Linked DNA regions of Mus musculus: region 1 is linked to region 2. Evidence: chromatin contacts called from public promoter capture Hi-C data. All regions are on one chromosome and are shown on one strand. The core of a region is the stretch at or near the end of the contact, and the rest is flanking DNA. Distances in the headings are between cores, read along the strand shown. Region 1 holds the start of Slc38a2 (solute carrier family 38, member 2). Region 2 holds the start of Irak4 (interleukin-1 receptor-associated kinase 4).

Evidence for each region. Promoter capture Hi-C pulls out the DNA fragments that hold promoters and counts their contacts.
Region 1: a contact with region 2 is called in a promoter capture Hi-C map of pre-B cells, with 2.9 times the contacts expected there. The contact joins the promoter of Slc38a2 here to the promoter of Irak4 in region 2. A contact is called at or near these places in 1 of 39 promoter capture datasets (pre-B cells) and 1 of 484 Hi-C or Micro-C datasets (the G1E-ER4 cell line).

Annotation. Positions count from the first base shown.
Region 1 is chr15:96,698,127-96,700,997 of GRCm38.p6, forward strand. Slc38a2 (solute carrier family 38, member 2) reads right to left here and starts at 1,602. Exons shown (of 16, transcript NM_175121.4): 1 at 1,282-1,602; 2 at 489-691; 3 at 56-137. The coding sequence starts at 604.
Region 2 is chr15:94,542,223-94,544,922 of GRCm38.p6, forward strand. It overlaps Irak4 (interleukin-1 receptor-associated kinase 4), which reads left to right and starts at 1,438. Exons shown (of 12, transcript NM_029926.5): 1 at 1,438-1,604. It overlaps Pus7l (pseudouridylate synthase 7-like), which reads right to left and starts at 1,285. Exons shown (of 9, transcript NM_172437.3): 1 at 1,238-1,285.

The DNA.
Region 1 (2,871 bases), core at 352-2,851, 2.2 Mb after region 2:
TAACACTATTCTTTGACTCCATAAAGCCAAGCACATAACAGTACTGTTAACTTACAAAGTCTGTTTCGTACTTCTTCTTCCCCAAATTTGATTCAAGTAAAAAGTTCTGGTTTTCGGGATCCACGTCGGCATAATGGCTGCAAACACATAATTTTTTTTTTTTTTAAAAAGGCCGTTGTAACCCAACTGAAAGATACGAAAACTATAGTTTACATCATGTAAAGCCCTTCAGTTCTGCTTAAGTTAATGCATGAACTAGGTGTTCTCGAAGGTAATACCATCTGTCATGCAGTAACAACCGGGTAATTTAGCAGGCTACTCTCTCCGGGGCTGTGAGCCAGGGGAGACCGAGGCTTCGGGTGAGCCTTCTGGTTCCTGGGTGTGCGCGTTAGCCTGTAACCGATGAGCAATCCCTCCAGCCCCGAGGCACCCGTGTGTGCAAGCTGGCTTTTTTTTTTTAATTTGCAAAGCACATTTCTTTTTCCCACCTTTTCAGAGCAGCCTGCTTGGTGGGGTATGAGTAGTTGAAGTCACTGTTGGAGCTGTAACTGCTGCTGTCCTCATCCGGGGAGATGTTGAACCTTCCCATTTCGGTCTTCTTCATGCTGCTCGGGAGGGACGGACGGTGTGCGGCTCGCTCGCGGCGCGGGCTTCCTTTTGTCCTTGGCGGCGCACTGGCCCTCGAGGCTGCCTGCGAAGGTAGAAGGCGGCGCGTCAGGACTGCGGCGCGCGCCCGCCCGCCCCCCCCCCGTACCACGTGACGCCGCCGAGCGGCGCAGCGCGGCTGATTCATCCCCCGCCAGGCGAGTGGAAAAGTACCAGGCGAGCGAGGGGCGGGGGCGCGGCGAGGGGCGGAAAAGTACCGACGGCGGGGCCGCGAGAACAAAGATGCGCCCGCCGAGGCGCCCCTCCAGCCGCCCCGGCGCTGAGCCCGGTCCCCCTGCCCCAGCCGGGGCTTGTTTACAGGGCGCACGCCGAGCCTAGCCTCCGGCAAGCCGGGGACTGCCCCGGGTACCCGGTCACCCGCCCCTCCTCTACCCCGGGAGGAACTGATGCAATACCGAGGGGCGATTGATTGTCAAGCCCTCGCGCGGTTCGCCTTGCCCCACGCCCGGACCGGACGATTATTTTCGAGGCACAAGACCCGATTGCAAGCAGCCGAGCGGCCCGTGCGCGATTCCCCCTTCCCCCTAACGGGAGGCTGTGGCCGGGTGGCCGCAAGCCCCCGCTCCCGCCGCCGGCGCCGCCCGCGTCCCCGCCGCCGCCCCTCCCCCGCCTCACCTCGGTGCTCTCCCTGCGAGCTGGCCCACCTCACGGCAGCGTCTCCCGTGGGCTGTCTCGGTCACACACCAGAATTGTAAAACGAGGGAAAAAATGTAACAGTGACGGAGTCCTTTTCTTTTATTTTTTTTAATAAAAAATTTTTAAAATTTCCCCGTAATCCAACAACAGGCAGAAGAGGTGGATTTTTTTTTCCTCTTTAATTATTAAAGAAAAATGAAAAAAAAGAGCGGGGAATGGCGATCACGATCCTCCGGCGGAGATTGAGGGGTAGCGGCGCGGGCGACGGCGTGGCGCGGTGTGGAGCAGCTTCCCGAGCGCGAGTTATAGCGGCGGGGCGCCGCGTCAGTGGGCGGGGCGCGGGCGTTCGCCTTTGTGTATCAACAGCACCTGGGCTCCGCCTCCCTCCCGGTTGCCCCGCACCCCGAATCGGGGGGCCAGCCGCACCCCGCTTCCCCGCGGCTCGGGGCACTGCAGCCCCGTGGGTGGCCGCCACCCGCGGCTGCTGTAATTACGGAGCCGGATCCCTTAGATTCCCTCCCAGCCCGGTCTCCAACGCTGCGTTTCGGGGACGCAGCCGGCGAGTGTGCAGTACCCTACCCTCCCAGCCCCCCCCCCCATAACCATTCCCAGCCCGTGACTTAAGATTTGATTTACGTGAAGGGTTTTTTTTTTTTTTTTTCTCCCGCAGAACTTGGGCGGGCGCTGCCACGCTGCCCAGAGGGCCGGTTTGTGTTCTCGATCTTTCCACCTAGATGTGCTTTCACTCTCCAGTGCTAGCCTGGTGGTGAATGAGAGGCGGCTCGCAGTTGCGTGTCGGCATAGACTTTTGGGTTGCACGTGCCACAGCGTACTAGGGAGGGTTTGCGTTTGACCAGCAAGCCAGACACACCTTTAATAAAAGAACCTCGGGCTGGGTTCTTCCGAGGCCGCCCAGGGGCGCCCTGTTCCCTCTTGGTGGACACTTTCCCTCCTGCTACCACCCCACCCCTGGTGCTAGCGTCTCCCCGGGCTTCCAGCGAGAGCGCCCTCGTTGGAATGTAGGCCTGGAGCTTTCTCTACAGCCCAGATCCCTCGGTGGTGCTTTTGGTCTTGCAGAGCCGGGCGGCTCAGGGGGACCCCTAGACGAGAATATTCGGTGCTGCCGGAATGGCGAGGGCCCTTCCCTTTCGGTTGAACAAAGACCCCCGAGGAGAGCGAAATGCTGGTTGAATGAAAGAATAAACAAACGAGTTTGACCTGGTGCTCTCTTCCTTTGGGGGACGTGGGAGAGATTGGGCTGGGCATAGAGGAAAGGGTTGGGTGTGATCACACTTTTTTGCCTTCAATGTTTTCCTGAGGAAATCTGCAACACTGCCTATTTCCGTGGCACGAAAGTCTTGGGGTACCTTCAGCCCGTGTCAGTGTTCATGATTGACAGGGCAGGACCCTATTTCCCCTTTACACACTGTGTTCTTCATCCTAAACCTCTGGTCCGGTCAGCCATACTTAAACAATAGCCTTAGAATGAATGCTGCACGTCCCCTCGCCCCTCTCAAGGGCGGTGGTCACTCTAGACCTAAGGAGCCAGGAACGCCTTTTTTCGGCTTG
Region 2 (2,700 bases), core at 188-2,687:
TGAACTTCTCTGTACACTTCAAGGTCGGATAAGTCAGTCCTGGTCCCTCATCTTGTTCTAAATTCTCTACAGGAAAGATACAAACATCTCAAGCTAATGAAAGGGAATTTCTACCAAGTCACTGGCATAGAAGAAAAGAAAGTCTCATGGTGTTTTCTTGGAGCAGCGGCCCAAGGCCAATTCTATAGGGAATGAATCACAGTCCTCACACAATCTACTCTCTCCACGACACACGGAGCCCTGAGAGAGCAGCTTCACTGCCTAGCTCTTGTATTTCCCAGACTTTACAAGTAATTGATCATCTACATCCTCAGACATTTTCACCCACCAATAATCTAATCTATAGGATTCATCTATAAGCTTTAGGAACCTGTTTTCTTTTCTTTCACACACACACAAAGAAAAAAACTGATTTAATTTCCTGTATAGCATGACTAGCTAATGTGTTCATTATTTACTGTCCATCTTCTTCAACTTAAAGTGTCAGTTCCACATGAGCCAGAATTCTGACTAGCCCATATTCAGAACAGCACCAAGGACATAGTAGGTCTGCAGTAGATACTAGTTGAACAGATACAAGTAGAACACAGTAAGAGCGTTAATGGTGACAAGAAAGAAAGAAGTGTTAACTTTTGTCTATGATAATCAGGAATGGTATATAATAAACTGCTACTTGACTTTGGAAATAGTTCAAGAGACAGAAGCGGGGTAGAAATACCACGTGCAAGTACAATCAAGACGGGCACTGGGGGGGGGGGGGGGAAGGGGGAAGCCCTGACACAGAGCAGAGGGGATAGGGAGAATACAGCTGAAGTAATGCTGACAAGGAAAGATAGTGAACACCCTGTCAAAGGTTGGCATCTGCCCCCGTGGAGTTGTTTCTAATGGCAGATGGAAATCAGCAGTCAGCTCTGACCAAGTCCACAGGGGTCCTCGGAACCCTAGGGATTGTTGGAAAAGAAAGACCATAGGACGGCTTTCCAGGCTACACGTGGGGACAGTGCAGCACGAAGGCATGGCAGTCAAGCAGCTAGTCAAGAGGCGGGCAGACAGGGCACGTGGGGGCGAGGGTGGCAAGAGCTCCTCCTCCGCTCCGCGGGGCGAGCCGAGGCTGCAGAGGGACTCCCACCCCAACCCCACCCCGCTCCCTGGGCGCCGCCACCACGCCTCCCTCCCCGGTCCAGCAGTCTTGGATCCACCGGTGACCCGGCATCCTAATAGACTCTGTGAGCTCTACCTCGCTTCCGTGAGAAAGTGGTCCGCCGAGTGACACAGTGCGCATGCCCAGAAGCCTTTCCGCCGCCTAGCCTCTTACAGGGACATTTAAAGGGACAGGCTCCGGTTGGTGTAGCTCTTCCCTGGGTGGAGCTCGGGGAGGGAAAGGCGTGGCCTTCCGGATTGGCTCCGCCCCTATACTCTCACCCTTAGCTGACCTGCCCTCCCTGTCCCACAGGGGGATATGATGCCCCGGTGACCCGCAGCATCCCGATCGCAGGCAGTCTGAAGTCGCCTGGTGGTCCTGCGTCCTCCACCCCCGAGTCCTCGCCGGACCGTGGCGGGACGCCGATCGCCTTGTCCAGGAAGCGAGGGACGTCCGAGAGGAAGTAGGTTGTATGAGGAAGGCTGATCTCAAGCCACGATCTCTCCGCTGTCCTCTGTCCCGGGCCGGGTTGGTGATCAGTCGCTTCGCTCCAGAACCAGGAAATGGGCGCACTCGGGCAGAGGAGGCTTGGGGAGCCCCGCAGCCTCTGTGCGCTGCTCTGCCGCCGGAGTGTCTCGCTTGCTCGCTATGGGGAGCATAGGAAGCTAGCTGTAGTCAGACAGTCCAACAGGTAGAGGGAGAGGTAAGCGCAAGACAGATTGGAAGCAAGAGAGGGGCAGGAAAAGCATTCCCAAGAGAGCAAGAAAGCACCATTAGCTTTCGGAATGGACACAGTGGCCCCAAAGCAGGAAATTTAAAAAAAAAAAAAAATCGATTTTTCCGTTTCTGGGAGTAATTCTTCAAGATGTATGCCAAAGAGCTCAGGGTTTTTTTTTTTAATTCTCCTATTTTCATGCTAAACATTTTTGCTTCCTACATGTTTCAAGACTGATCTGATCACTCCGGCCAAACTTGGGCCTCCCAGTCTTGTCTTTGTTGTGTTCCCTGTTCAAACAGAAACAAACAAAAAACAAACAAACAAAACAACTTAGGAGATGAATTCGCACTCTACAGTAGCACAGACTTCTGTTGACTGCACTGCAGACAACAACGGACTGAACCGCTGAGCCTGTAAGCCAGCCCCAATTGAATGCTGTCCTTTATAAGAATTGCCTTGGTCATGGTGTCTCTTCACAGCAATGGAAACCCTAACTGAGACAAGTCACCAACTGGGAACCAAGTACTCAAATGAGGGACGATGGAATCCCCTCCTGTTCAAACCACCGCAGGCAGCGTTTAACAGACTGCCAAATGCATTCTCAGCTTGCTACCTTCTTCCATCATTAGAATAAAACTCCCCTGTGTTCTTGCCTCCCTTTTCTCCCTATTCTTCCTAACGTTTTATTTTTCAGGCACCTGGATTAATATCTGTCACAGATAGGACATGTCTTGGTGAATGGATGACATTATACATTTTAGTATACCCAAAGCGTTTTAGTGGCCACTGAAGTATGTCAGTGTTTAGAAATTGTGGACATCTCTCGGCATCTCAAAGGTCT